2 separate regions of the Mus musculus genome follow, and region 1 is linked to region 2. Evidence: chromatin contacts called from public HiCAR-type data. All regions are on one chromosome and are shown on one strand. Each heading gives the region's core, a stretch centred on a gene start, on an enhancer-like site or on the middle of the called end of the contact. The rest is flanking DNA. Distances are from core to core; before and after follow the strand shown. Region 1 overlaps Ckap5 (cytoskeleton associated protein 5). Region 2 overlaps 1110051M20Rik (RIKEN cDNA 1110051M20 gene).

Region 1 (7,202 bases), core at 3,968-6,467, 300 kb after region 2:
GAGGCAGGTGGATTTCTGAGTTCCAGGCCAGCCTGGTCTTCAGAGTGAGTTCCAGGATAGCCAAGGCTACACAGAGAAACCCTATCTCGATAACAAAAAAAAAAACAAAACAAAAATCAATTAATTCTAAACTCTGTTTTTTTCTAGGTTGAATGTCAAAGCTTTCATTAGCAACGTGAAGACTGCTCTTGCTGCAACAAATCCTGTGAGTGTGCTTCAGCCTGTGTGTAAACATTGTATCCACTTTTGTGTTTCTGCTCTAGTTTGGAAAGGTCTCACTGTTTTCTCTGGCAGGCTGTGAGGACTTCTGCCATCACCCTGCTTGGCGTGATGTATCTATATGTTGGTCCTTCTTTGAGAATGATCTTTGAGGATGAGAAGCCTGCCCTCCTATCCCAGATAGATGCAGAATTTCAAAAGGTAAAGGTTCTAAAAATGATCCAATCTGTGGGTGGTTTTGAGAATTTCACATCAGTTAAGAATAAATTTTTAACCAAGTTTAATGGTATACATTCAAATGTAATTCCAGCACTCCAATCATGGAAGACCATGAGTCAGCCTAGGCTACAATAGAGATCAAGGTTAGCTTGGGATTCAAAGTGAGACTCTCTAAAAAACTAACAACAAAAATAGCCTGAAGAGATAATTACGAGTTAAGTGCTTTTCCAGAAGACCCAAATTCATTTCTTAGCACCAGTCCTGTGGAATGGCCTGCAACTCCTCTAGCTTCAGGAAATCTAATGCCACCTTCTGGCCTCTGCAGATACTTGCACTCATGTGCACATACCACATACAATTGTGTATGTGTGCATACACATATAATTAAAGGTAAATCTTTTTTTTTCTTAAAGTAAAGGCAAAATAACTAAATTTTTTAACTCTTGGGATAAAGAACATATATGTTTGGTTTTATGTACATAAAGTGTTCCTAGAAGAATTCCTAAGAAATTTAAAACTGACTTTATAAAGAAAAAAACTGAGCGATTATGGCGTAGACCAAGAGATCTATTTTCTTGGTTTTTTGTTTTTGTTTTTGTTTTTTTTACATTTGTAATGTTAGACAATATGGATCTGCTATCTATTCAAAAATTACACTAAACTGAAAAAACAATTAAAAAAAAAATTGGGCAACTTAGCTGGTCCTGAAATTGCCATATAGACAGGCCTCAAGTTTGAAGCAGGTCCCCTGCCTCCTGCCTCTTGAATGCTGGGATTAGACTGGTATACTATCACACTTGCCTGAAATGTAACTTTACTGGTTTTTTGTTGTTGTTGTTTGCTTTTTAATTATGACTAAAAACAAAAAGGGTAGGTCTTCTTGAATAGCTCTGACTGAATATGCTAAGTGTTCACATCTTGCTTTCTTTTGTTTTGGAAATATAAGTCAAAAGACAATTTTGTGACTGGGAAGTCAAATTCTAATCATCTTCATAAAAAATAACTTGCGCTTTTGTCTCAATTAGGATCTAGCTAGCAACTAAAGTATATATTACAATATTGTCTAAATATTTTATGAGTTTGAATGAAATTCAGTGGTTGAACACTTGGTAGCATGCATAAGATCCTGTGTTCTATTCCCAGGACAGCCAAAACAAACAAATATTATGAAAAAATAAGAACCTTTTACATAGGCGCCTTCTCTAGACTCTTTGCTGCCGTTCTTCAGCTTCATTAGTTTCATTCTTGTGTGTGTAGATGCAGGGACAAAGTCCTCCCGCTCCAACGAGGGGAATTGCTAAGCACAGCACAAGTGCTACAGATGAAGGAGAAGATGGAGAGGAACCAGGTGAAGGGGGCAATGATGTTGTTGATCTTTTGCCGAGGATTGAGATCAGGTAGGTTTTATCCTGAGAAATTACTTTATTCTTTATGTTATTTGGATATTTGGGTTTAGGTGTTTGTTTGAGACAGTCTGCCTCAGAGTGATGGGATTAAAGGCATGTGCCACTATGGCCAGCTGTTTTGTTTGAGACTAGGGTTTTTACTATATAGTATAGGCTGGCCTTGAACCCACTGTCTTCCTGTCTTAGCTTCCTGATTGCCAAGTAGACAATTGTGCAGTATCATATTCTTAAAATCTTGACCTTTTATTAATTCAGTAAAGGGAGTTTGGGTACCATTATCTTTTAGGAATATAGAATTAGAATTATGCCTTCTGTTTTTCAGTGACAAAATTACTTCAGAGTTGGTGTCTAAGATTGGTGACAAGAATTGGAAGATCAGGAAAGAAGGCCTAGATGAAGTGGCAGGTATTATCAATGAAGCAAAATTTATCCAACCAAATATAGGTGAACTTCCAACTGCCTTGAAGGGTCGACTGAATGATTCAAACAAAATCTTGGTATGTGGACCATGTGCCTTTTCTTTCTCTTTCCTTTCCCTGCTGCTATAGAAGGTTCATTTTCATTGTGACTTTCACTAGCAAAAATGAGTGTTCATGTTAATTTGTTTTCAATTACAGAAAGATTCCTTATGTTTCTTATATGTGTCTCAAGATACAAGATTTATAAATGTCAGGGCTTTGAGGGGTGGTGAGGGGGTTCAAGACGAGGTTTCTCTGCATAGCATTGGTGGTCCTGGAACTTGCTCTTGTAGACCAGGCTGGCCTCAAACTCATCGAGATCCACCTGTCTCTACCTCCCAGGCACTAGAATCAAAGGTGTGCTCCACCATGAATAGCTTAAGAGTTTATTTCTTGTAGGGGTCCCTTACTAAATATATTTATGTAGAACTATTTTATATGTATATATGCCTGATTTCCATTTTCAATTTTTTCATTTAATTTTAAGATAGAGATCCATTGTGTAGTGAAGGCTGGCCTTGAACTCAATAATGTTGTACTCTCAAGCTACTCTTTCATCGTCCTCCCCAATGCTGGGATTATAGACATGCTCTATTTTTAATTTTTAGTTTTTTAAGAAAGCATAAGTTTATTTGTTCATTTATATGAGAGAAAGAGGGTGAATATAGAAGTCAGAGAACATTTTGTTAGGCCAGTTCTCTCCTTCCACCATACAAAGGTTCTGGGATTAAACTCCGATTGTCAGCCTTGATCACAAGTACCTTTGCCCACCACAAGCACCTTTACCCACAATGCCATCTTGCTGGCTCTAACTTTTATATTTTATTTTTATGTCAATATTTTTAAACCATAAAGTAAAATTCTAGTACTGTAGTTTTTTGAAAGATTTTTATTTTTTTGTCAGTCATGGTAGAGCATGCCTTTAGTCCCAGCACTTAGGAGACAGAGACAGGTGGGTCTCTGTGAGTTCCAGGCCATCCTGGCCAGCCAGGGTTGCATAGTAAGACCCTATCTCAAAAAGAAAGAAAAGAAGAAAGAATTTTGTATGTGTATATGTGTTTTGAGTGTGGGTATGTACACACAAGTGCAATACCCAATAAGAGGCTAACTTATTTATAGTTCCGTGTTAAAATACTATCATAGTATCTTTTAAGTAGTTCAGAAGTCTGTAATATTGACCACATAATAGCAATTGTAAAACTTTGTGCAAGTTTAATTACAGTTTGAACCTGTGTTGGATGTTTGTACTCAGGTGCAGCAGACACTGAATATCCTTCAGCAACTGGCAGTAGCCATGGGTGCAAACATCAGGCAGCATGTAAAGAACCTGGGCATCCCTGTCATTACTGTTCTCGGAGATAGCAAGGTAAAGAAGCCTCTTTCCAACATAGTCCATTCTACACTAAGGCAGCCGCATTCTTGGGGTAACTAACTCTGTTTTAGAGTTCACATAATTGCTTAAAATATTATAAAGATAGATACTGTTACCTTCCTGGCAGAATTGATATGATGACTAGATGTACCATTATTTAGTTTGTGATCCTTAAATAGTTACATACTCTAGGTTTAGTATCTTTATGAAATTTCTTTCTTAAAGAATTGAAACATATTTTAAAAAAAGATTTATTTAGCTGGGCGTGGTGGCACACGCCTTTAATCCCAGCACCTGGGAGGCAGAAGCAGGCGGATTTCTGAGTTCGAGGCCAGCCTGGTTTACAAAGTGAGTTCCAGGACAGCCAGGGCTACACAGAGAAACCCTGTTTCGAAAAACCAAAACAAACAAACAAAGAGATTTATTTATTTTATGTATATGAGCACACTGTAGCTGTCTTCAAACACACAGGAAGAGGGTATTGGATCCCATTACAGATGGTTGTGAACTACCATGTGGTTGCTGGGAATTGAACTCAGGACCTCTGGAAGAACAGTCAGTGCTCTTAACTGCTGAACCATCTCTCCAGCCCGAAATACTTTTTAATAATCAACATATTGATTATTTAGTTGAAACAATCATTTTTATTAAGATACATCTTAATGTACCTGTTTCATATAATATACATTCAATAAATGATTGCTATTTAGGATTATAATGTCATTAAGGTTTTGTTTTTAGTATTTCTTTGGTTGGTTTGGTTTGGTTTGAGAAGAGGTTTCTTATTTAAAGTTGCCTGTCCTGGAAATCTGTGTGTAGACCACACTTAGCTCAAGAGATTCACCTGCTTCTCTCTCCCAGGCACTGGCATTAAAGGCGTGTGCCACCACAACTGGCTTAAAGTTTTGACATAATGAATAAATACATCATTAAATATAAAGTTTAGATCTTGAAATAATATTCTACATCGTCCCACCCTGAACTACTACAACATGCTTTTCTAGTACTTCAGTTAGGTGCTAATAATTGGATCATCTCAGAAGTCATTGAAGTATCATTGAAGGCTGCAACTTTTTATTTAAATATTTGCCATAGGGTAAATATTTTAATGTTTCTTTACTTTTGTGTTATTGAGTTATTGACTTAATTTGAAAAATTGAGTCTTTTCATAAATCTTTATACTCTGTGAATGGAAGTCAATATTTAAACATATTCAAGTTGTTTGCTTAATTCTTAACAATTTGAGCCTCTAACATAGAATTTCATTCTTTAGCTTATAACATCATAAAAGTTCCCATGGATTCATAAAGCAAAATCTATTTATTATCCTTATACTATTTACCTAGATTATTATTTTACCTAATTGAGTATAAGATTTTTTTTTCTAATTTAGTGTTTTATATTTCCACCTTCTTTTGAAGTCTTTAGAAGAACCATAGCACCAGTTTCTGTTTCAGAGAAGATGGTTTAATTATGTCCATGGGGCCTTAACAAGGGAAGCCTCTGTTCACACTCACCCTCCCTCCAACTGTACTTGTTATTTTTGCCAATTCTCTTCTCAATTCAGAACAATGTTCGAGCTGCTGCCCTAGCAACTGTGAATGCTTGGGCAGAACAAACTGGCATGAAAGAATGGCTGGAGGGAGAAGATCTTTCTGAAGAACTTAAAAAGGAAAATCCCTTCCTGAGGCAAGAGGTTAGTACCATAAAGAATCATATGTTTTACTGATACCTTTTACTTCCTTAGATGGCCTCTATAATAACTATGTATGCATGGGAAGGGGGGAGTAGTTGAGATAGCGCCTCTCTATATAATTTAGCCCTGGCTGTCCTGGTACTCACTGTGTAGACCAGGCTGACCTCGAACCTTAAGAGTTTTGTCTACCTCTGCTCTGCTGAGATTAAAGGTGTGTTCTACCATGCCCAGCTTAACAAATTTGGTGGGTTACATCTATAATCCTGTTTCTTTGAAGGCTAAGGCAAGGAGGATCAGCAAAGGTTTGAAGCCAGCTTGTTTTACATAATGAATTGCAGACTAGCATGAAAACAGTTTCCCAAAAGAAAAAAAACTGAAACATAAATTTATAACAATAAGTAAAATGATACCAAATTCCTAGAGCTTTCTATTTTTGTGTTTTTGTTTTGTTTTTCATTAATTTTCCTTGTGAGTACATGAGCATATGAAGGCCAGCAGTCACTGTCCCATTTTAATATCGCCTCCACACCACCCTGAGGGCTGGGATTAAGACCACAGAGAACTTTTTTGCCTCTGTGCCTTGAATGCTAGGGTTAAAAAAATGCACCACAACTGGCCTTCCTTCTTGTTTTTTTTTAGATGGGTCCTTTCTGATCTGTAGCTCACAGATTCAGCCAGACTAGCGATTTCAGAGATCCTCCTGTCCGCCCCCAGCTCTGTTATAAATATGGACCACAGTACATAACTTTTAGATGGCGGCTAGGGATCTAATCTCAGGTCTTAATGTTTGTGGGATAAGCTCTTTTCTGGCTGACTGAGCCCTCTCTCCACCCTGCTTTTTGTTACTTTTTTTTTCTTTCAGGAATGGGGTGCAGTAGGAGAGTTGAGATAGGGTCTCAAATTGTCCATTGTGACGTCTAACTTGAATCTGGCTGAGGCTGGTCTTGAACTCGTGGTTGCCTGCCTCCGCCTCTCAAATTCAGTCCAACTTGTTTCATTAATAGTAACACTTTTGGCTGGAACAAAACGTAGTTGTTAGTGTCTGTCTAAATAAAGCCTAAAGTGGAACCCAGTACTTTGTAAAACTGAGCATGTTTCTAAGCTTGGCATTTGAGAAGTAGAAGCTGCCTTGATCTCAGATATCTATATCCTGGGATTCCTAGAAGATCTTTGGATGTGATCTCTTACCAGAGCAGTCATGTTATAAATTAAAATTCCTCTACATATGTGTAAACAAATGAGCATGCACACCCACGCACACATACATGTGTGTCTGTCTGTGTCTGTGTGCCTATGTCTGTGTATGTAACAATAATTAATGGAAAAGGTGAAGGAGAGGAGCATAAGAGGACTTGGAGGGAGGAAAGAGAAGAGAAATCATGAAATTATAATATCACAAAATAAATAATTTAAAATTTTAAGTAGCCACTAAACTAGAGACACAAAATTTTGAGTAACAGTGCAGAGAAGCCCTTAATCTTTAAAACCTGCTTTGTTTAAGAAAGTGAATAATGATAAATTATAAGACATGCATAAATATTAATACAATATGTAATCTGCTCTTGAATTTAATATTAGCACAAAAGACATGAATAAGATTTTCCCTCGCTGGACGAAGGGTTTCTCTGTGTAGCTCAGGCTGTCCTGGAACTTACTGTGTAGACCAGGGGCTGGCTTCAAACACTACTACCTGCCTGTGCTTCCCAAGTGACAGGATTAAAGGAGTGCCTAATTTAAGAATGATATGGTCAGTAAAGGTTAAGTGCTATTTAAGTTTGAAATTATGAAATAAAGTGTTCTTGAGGTAAGGATTTGGTTAGAGAAATAAGATT
Region 2 (7,551 bases), core at 4,894-7,393:
TCAAGTCTCAGACTCATCTGTCTCTTCAGTGGAGCCATCGCTCTCTGCATCCAATTTGCGGGAGCGATGGAGGGGTTTCCACGGGGAACCAACCCGGGGAGGGGTTCGGGAAGGCAGGCAGCTGGCCTCAGAAGTGGCAGTGATGGAGTTGACCAGGCCTGGGACCTGGACCAGCCTGAGGAAGGAAAGAAGCCCAGAGGGTGATGTGATGAATCTCCTGTTCAGAGATGAGGACCTCTACTTACTCTTAGACTTGGGCAGAGCCCCAAGGACTTATGGTGCCTCTCTTCTCTCCTGGCCCCAAGCCTTTCCCTGACCAGTGTGCTGTGTCGCCTACAGTGGGGCACAGCCACATCTGACAGATTTGGCTTCCGCAAGAGGGCAGCATCTTCCCACTTGACACTTACAGCCGTTCCAGCTCTTCATCCATGGCTGGGTCGTGCATCAGGTCTCCTTTGTCTGGCAAAGCTCCTAGAAGACAGGTATTTGGGGTGAAGTCATAAAACAGTAGGAGGGCCCTTCAACCAGGAAGCAGATACTTTGCCCTTTGCCTTCATGTCTGACAACTGGTTGACCAGGGAAAGTTAGTTTATGTGGAACGAGAAATCTTGAGTACCACTTTATAGATGTAGTGAGACTCGCTATTTTCCCTTCCTCATTTGGGACAAGAGTGACAGCTAAGAAGATTACAACCAGGTGATCAATCCCCTTCCAAGACTGGAGGTGGGTCTGTGACCAGCACTGGGTGTGTCTAGTTCTTGTGACCAGTACTGGGAGTGTCTAGTTCTTGTGGCAGCACTGGGTGTCTAGTTCTTGAGGCCCCAGTGCTATGCTGGATGGTAATGGCCTAAGGTGACTCCAGGGGTAGAAAATAGCCAATTGTATGTCCCCAGGTCAGGGCTATGTTGGGGGGGGGGGGGAAGCAGTCCCACCCTGATGACTTAGACTAACATCTGTCTGGGTTGGTTCCTTAGCCATGAGGGCATAGTTTGCTGATTCTATTGGGAAGTGTATGAAGAGTCTTGAATGCTTCCCCACTTAAATTTTTTTCTTTTTGCTCTTTTACAAATTAATTAGATTCTTTTCTGTTTTCTTTTTTTGTTGGTTGCTGGGGATAAATACAATTGACATTTCTTGAGGGATTGAAATTTTCAGAGAGAAAGATTGTTGCCAGTAAATTGTTGAAAGATCAGGGCTTAATGGTAGTTTAGTCCCTAGACTGGACAGTGATGCTGGGCTTCAGAAAGACTCAAAAGTGTCCAGCACTGACTCTTCTAAGAGGCATCAGGTGATTCATCTTATAATTTTGTGGGGTGTTTCAGGAGTATCCCAGCCTTCCACAAACAGAACCAGGGTATTTCCAAGTTCCTATTTCTAACACATGCTGCCTCTGTCACTGCTTAGTCTACACACTAGCCACTAATCAGGATGTAGGAAACATTGCACAAGGCTCCTTTTTTTTTCCCTTCAGAAGGTTCTTTTCTGTTTTCCTTCCTTCCTTCCTTCCTTCCTTCCTTCCTTCCTTCCTTCCTTCCTTCCTCCCTCCCTCCCTCCCTCCCTCCCTCCCTCCCTCCCTCCCTCCCTTCCTCCCTCCCTCCCTTTTTGAAACAGTATTCTTGGCTATCCTGAAATTCTGTAGAGCAGGCTGGCCTCACAGAGATTCATAGAGATCTGCCTCCTCTGCCTCTACCTCCTGAGTGCTGGTATTAAAGGTGCCCCAACACTGCCTGAACAGGGGGGGATGCAGTTAACACGGGCTGTGATCATTGCTAGTAACCAGGCTTCTGATTGACTACTTAGCTCGCCTGTCTCCTCTAGAACTCTGGCTGAAGTGTGTATACAGAAATAAGCATAAAGGTTCCAGTACAGCTTCTGGCCAGCTGTGTGAGGCATTTAGCAGATGTTCATTAGCTGCCCTTCCCTCGATGCCATTCCCTAAACTGGCACAGAGGGGAGGCTCAGGAACCTGGATCTAATCACACAGGAGAGTCTCCCGAGCAAAGACATAATAGTAAGTGCTTAAAGCTTACTAACACAAGCCGGGCAGTGGTGGCGCATGCCTTTGATCCCAGCACTTGGGAGGCAGAGGCAGGAGGATTTCTGAGTTCAAGGCCAACCTAGTCTACAAAGTGAGTTCCAGGACAGCCAGGGCTACACAGAGAAACCCTGTTCCGGAAAACCGAAGAAAAACAAAATAAAACAAAAAAACATAAAACAAAAAAACGTACTAATAAGCCTTTAATCCCAGCACTCATTTGGAGGCAGAGGCAGGTGGCTAGCCTGGTCTACTTAGTACACTCCAGGCTACACAGAGCTACATATACAATGAGACCTTGCCTCAAAACAACAAAAATCAACAAACCTTCAGAGCAAGAGTGGCCTGCTGGTCCCTAACTGGGAGAGGAGTGGTTGTGCGCGTGGGAGGGGTGTAGCGGGAAGGATACAGTGGGTGGAGGAGGCCAGCCAGTGAGAATAGAAATGATAGGTAGTAAAATGGCCAGTCTCCACCTTTTTTTTTTTTTCCTGTTTTTCAGATTCATCAGATTTCTTCCCCTGCCCCCCAGCTGGGAAAAAAAAAAAAACACCTCCCAGACACACCTTTGCCCTGTTTCTAGATGGGATCCAGGTTGCTTTGATATATAATCTCCAGAGTCACTGGGTAAATAACTTTGTGTCTGCCCAACCTGCAGGCCACTCCCTAGAACAGAACCAGGGATTCTGTAGGGAGGGGCTGGGCAGGCCTATGCCAGGGAACTCATTCATGTTGGGGCAGGGCAGAAGGCTGTCAGTCACAGCAGTCACGTGGGGATGTGAGGGACCTCCTAGGCACAGGCAGATTATGCACACTGCAGTTTCTCGGCTGGAGGAATCAGGAATCCTACTCCTGTAGGGCCATGCGGACAGACCGGCTATTGCCTGTGTTGTTAGGAGGAGCGCAGGTGATCACAGTGAGCTCTGCTTACCCAGGGCTTGGTTGATCCCATGATGCTTTGAGAGGGCCACAAGGAATCCATAGAAAGTCAGCCTCTGGACATTGCTCAGGATCTCTTTGACAAGCGCTGGTGGTGGACAGCTAAAAGGGAGAATTCGGAGGGCAGATTTAATCTAAGTGCTATTTTTTCATCCACACCTGCAGGACATCAAAGCTGGGAGGCCCTGCAGGAGCAGGCCATACTGCAGACAGAGGCCTCCCTGCAGGAGCAGGCCATACTGCAGACAGAGGCCTCCCTGCAGGAGCAGGCCATACTGCAGACAGAGGGCTGGTATGCTTACTGCTGTTCAGCTGGTGGAATTAGAGATGGAACATGTACTCTGCCACATCCCAACCCATAACTATCTTTTGTACAGGGAACATACAAGAGTGGGGAAGAGGACACTGCTACTGTCAGCTTCTTGCCTGGAGGCTGTGTCCCTCAAGGGCCTTTGTCCTATACAGGACAGTTTAACCTTCCCTTTCTGTGAATGTTTCTGTTTCAAATAGCCAAAGCTAGTCTTCCCTTAGAAAACCAGATACTTGAGCTAGTCTGTCCTCAGTGTGCTTTAGGCACACGTGGTTATGTTTTAAAATCATGACCATCCTGGGGCATAGAAACCCTGAACCAATCAAAATATTCTGCTAGAGACTTGTTCTCAGCAGCAACCTGATCTCCAGGGCTGAGGTGGGGCCTCTGCCCATGCCCACCTGTACTTGTGCCGGTCACACAGGTTTTCCAGGCGCTGATAGAACAGTGATGCTTCCACTCCATCCAGCATACCGGCATCACCCAAGGCAGGTCGTTGGCGGTGTTGCCCACTGGATGATGTTGGGACAATCACTGTATTGGGGTTTTTCCCAGATAGCAAGTCCTGATAGATGGCAGCCACACTCTCCAGGAATTCTGGTACCATCAGAATAGGAAGGAACAGTTTAGGCAAGGAGGTTGTATTTCATCTCTTCACCATGTCTTTGCTTCTTTGTGTCTCAGTCTGTCCAGCTTCAGTGTAGATGACAAAATACCTGGAGTGACTACTGCCCTCATGACACTTCCTGGCCTAGATAGGGACACCCTGAAGACTTGCAGAGCACCCTACTCAGTGACAGGTTTGCTATGTACTTACTTATCTGTTTCCTTGCTGGAATGTAAGCTCCTTGAACAATGGCGAGGGTCATGACCCGATGTTGTCTCCTGTCCCAGTGCCTAGTACTATGCTGGGGCACGTTACAGGCTATAAGGTTTTTTGTTTTTAAGAGAACACATGGACATTCTCACTGGCTAGCCCCACTTCATGAGGCCATCTGCTTCATGAAAATGTGCTGGAGGCTGCAGAGAGTATCATGTTACTGCCCAGGCTAGGCCTCTTTCAGTGTAATCAATATAACTTGAAAGAAAATAAAAAATATCATTGAAGAGGGAAGAGCCTGAGCCTTACAAACTGCTAATTTATTAATCACTGGAAGGTGAATTTGTTTTCCCAGCTTTGTAGGCAGCTGCTGTTGGTAAGCAGTGACTTATTGCCTGCTCTCAACTCAGAGCCCTGTAGGTTAGAGGTGGGGAATGCGCCCAAACATGGCTGCTCTTTTCCTAAGGTCTAAGGGCTTCAGAGAAATGAGATATAGATGCTGATGTTGCTACGTGGTGTGGCCCCAGGTTTAGCCCCCATCTGAACAGCCCTTGGGCTGCTATCAAGTAAGCATAATGTGGCACCCGAGTGCAGCCAAAGCTGACTGCAGGACTGGTTAGCAAGAAGGTGATCTCCACAGTCTAGAGATAGCGTTCTTTATGCCTTTCTTTATAGATGTAACAATTTTTAATTTGTACTCCCTCGCATTTGAGGTGCATACATATATATTTATTCATCTGTTTTTATTCCATTAAGTCAGAAGGGGCTTAAAGGTGCAACTGGAATGAACTGGGGAGCAGAATGGAAGTGTGAGATAGCGTGTGTGTGTCTTTGATTACAATCATGTACCATTGTGTCTGGTTTACTGTGTGTTTATTAAAAGATATGAGTATGGTTAAAAAAAAAAAAACAAGACAAAACAAAACAAAAAAAAAAAACTGGCCACTGGTGATCCAGGACCAAGGGAGTGGCTAAAAGCACAGGTCTGGGTTCGAACCTCTCTAAGCTTATCTCTTAGGACTAGTGAACAGACTAAAGTCCTCAGTGTGGCAGCAGGGAGGTAGTGAGCACTATTGGTGTCTGTACTGCTGCTATCACTTAAGTGGGTCTTTTTGTGCTGCTGACTGGAAGCATCGTGTTTATTCAGTATCCTTAGTAGGCTTGGCAGACTGCATCTTGTGACCACCAGTGCAAATCAGATATCCTGTTAGTGGGCCATGATGAAGCATACCTCTAAAGGAAGTGGGGATGGGAACTGCATGTGCCAGGCACACAGATGGAGAAAACAACAGGATGAGAAAGGGAAACATGGGCCCCAACAAAAGCCACATGAGGCCTGGAACATTCTCACCTGAGTAATAAAACTGGATCTGGAAGGCGAAAAGGAAATCTGAAAAAGACATCAGGCAGTCCATGGCATCATCCATGAGCACAATCCTGGGGGAGAGAGGAAGAGGACCCGAGAGAGAGCCTATGTTACATGTGTATGTTACTACACGTGTGTGCCTGAGAGGAGAGAGAAAGCCAGACGGACAGAGAAACATTATTCATCAACAAGTTGTTTCCAGGCCTCCAGGCTCCCTTGGGGCTGCAGCGTATTTGGGGAAAGGGTCCTAAAGCAACCTCCTCTAGTCACTTCATCCCTACCAATCCAGCTCTGTCACTGAGCGGCACTGAGCATACTACTCCAAGGGCAGGCTCCCAGGTCAGTCTCAGTGGCACCAGTCAAAGGAGCATGGGCAGAGTGGAGTGGAGGCAGCAAAGAGAGGGTGCAATTGTAATGCAGCCAAGATTTCCTTTCATATACTTAAAGCAGTAAATCCTTTCATTCTGCAGTGAGCACCATTTAGTTCTGAATAAATACCGCTGATCAGAAAAGGCAAAAAGAACAGCCAAGAGGTTTAAAGGGTTCTTGGCAAGGGGTGCTGAGATTTAATAAGCTACCAAATGGCCAGAACAGCAACAGGCACCTCTACTCTGGGACTCAGAAGGCAGACTGGGAGCGGGAGGTGGGGAGTGGACAGTTCTGCCCAGAGAATACACATCAGCTAGCGAGACCGTGGCAGTCACTGCAGGCACCCGCCTCTGCTCTCCCCACTGAGCACTCTCCAGGAGAAACCGTTTGGTTGTTAAAGAGATCACACTAAGGCCAAATCCGTACTCTGCTCAGGGATGTAGCTGAAGGGGGACAGGAAGAGAAGGAAGTTAGCACTTGCTGGGCTCCAGCCGTGTGCCAGGCAGAGCGCCAAACTCCTCTACTGGAGTGAAGCTGGGCCTCAAGTCTGTTTCTGACAGGGACCTTCTGGCTTTTTCTTTCTTTTTTACATTTTAAACTGTTTTCTTTTGCTTTGGACTATTTTTCTAAAATCTCTACTTACTTGAACCAGAAGGGTCAGGGTTTGGGATATATTCTCAAAGACAGAAAGAAGGTCCTAGGTAGCTGTAATAACAATAGGAGTGACAGGTACCATTTACTGAGCACCTTGCTCCACAGTGGGCGCTGCATTTAGCATTTAGCTACCGTCATTACATTTCACTGATAGCACCGTAAAAGTTGGGACTGGCTCCTTCCTTTTGCACATGAGGGGTTTTTGATCCTAAAGCCTAAACTTGTGAGTCTGTATGACTTCAAAGGCTGTGTGCTTCCATTAGGCCGTACTATTTCTTCTTAAAGAAGAAAGCAAGCCCGGTGTGGTGGCGCACGCCTTTAATCCCAGCAGTCAGGAGGCAGAGGCAGGCGGATTTCTGAGTTCGAGGCCAGCCTGATTTACAGAGTGAGTTCCAGGACAGCCAGGGCTACACAGAGAAACCCTGTCTCGAAACCAAAAAAAAAAAAAAAAAAAAAAAAAAGATGAAGAAAGAAGTCAAGTGCATGCCTTATATCCCAGCATGGGGAGGCAGAAGCAGGTAGACAGAGCTCTGTGAGTTTAAAGCCAGTGCCAGCCTGGTTTATATAGAGAGTTCCAAGACAACTAGAGTTATTTAGAGAGACCCTTTCTAAAAATAAGCAACAATGAAAACACAATAGAAACACTAGCATTAGCGTATAAATTAGATTCTAGGACTAATTTATATTCTTAGCCATATATATCTTAGAGCTTTAACTGCTTCTTTGTCTCTTGAGGAGAAGGAAAGCAGCCCTCTGCTATCCCGCTGGAAAAAATTGAGGTCAAAGTGGGAAGCAGCAACACTGCAAGGGCCACAAGAGGGCGCCCACGTCCCTCCGTCAACAGCTGCGAGACTACAGCTTCAGTGTTCAAAGATTATCTTCTCATTTTAAAAATTTTTTTCCCTTTTATTGGATATTTTGTTTACTTAAACTTCAGATGTTATCCACTTTCCAGGTCTCCCCTCTGGGAACTCCCTATCCTATCCCCCCTCCCCTGCCTCTATGAGGGTGCTCCCACTCCCACCTTCCCACCCTGGCATTTCCCTACAGTGGGGCATCGA

Evidence for each region. HiCAR-type assays count read pairs that join an accessible place to other places.
Region 1: a HiCAR-type map of astrocytes shows a contact between it and region 2, with 4 times the contacts expected there. The contact joins two enhancer-like sites. A contact is called at or near these places in 12 of 39 promoter capture datasets (the C10 cell line, the HPC-7 cell line, cranial neural crest and 8 more), 10 of 484 Hi-C or Micro-C datasets (bone marrow-derived macrophages, cerebellar granule neurons, cerebellum and 6 more), 11 of 115 datasets of contacts at active chromatin or transcription factors (the 230-238 cell line, astrocytes, embryonic limb bud and 5 more) and 3 of 9 other capture datasets (adipose tissue, embryonic stem cells and liver).

The regions. Positions count from the first base shown.
Region 1 is chr2:91,575,869-91,583,070 of GRCm38.p6, forward strand. It overlaps Ckap5 (cytoskeleton associated protein 5), which reads left to right. Exons shown (of 44, transcript NM_001165989.2): 19 at 148-205; 20 at 295-420; 21 at 1,696-1,835; 22 at 2,167-2,341; 23 at 3,555-3,668; 24 at 5,242-5,370. Among named protein-coding and RNA genes, the nearest start is that of Snord67, 17 kb to the right of the region's middle. Within about 2 kb of position 5,218, at least 29 of the 459 cell types and tissues checked have an H3K27ac peak or open chromatin away from gene starts, as enhancers often do. A contact at or near this core is called in astrocytes, cortical neurons and neural progenitor cells, where this site is marked.
Region 2 is chr2:91,278,783-91,286,333 of GRCm38.p6, forward strand. 1110051M20Rik (RIKEN cDNA 1110051M20 gene) reads right to left here. Exons shown (of 9, transcript NM_175123.5): 5 at 5,453-5,538; 6 at 3,683-3,878; 7 at 2,964-3,073; 8 at 408-471; 9 at 1-175. The coding sequence ends at 1. Among named protein-coding and RNA genes, the nearest start is that of Arfgap2, 17 kb to the left of the region's middle. Within about 2 kb of position 6,144, at least 37 of the 459 cell types and tissues checked have an H3K27ac peak or open chromatin away from gene starts, as enhancers often do. A contact at or near this core is called in astrocytes, cortical neurons and neural progenitor cells, where this site is marked.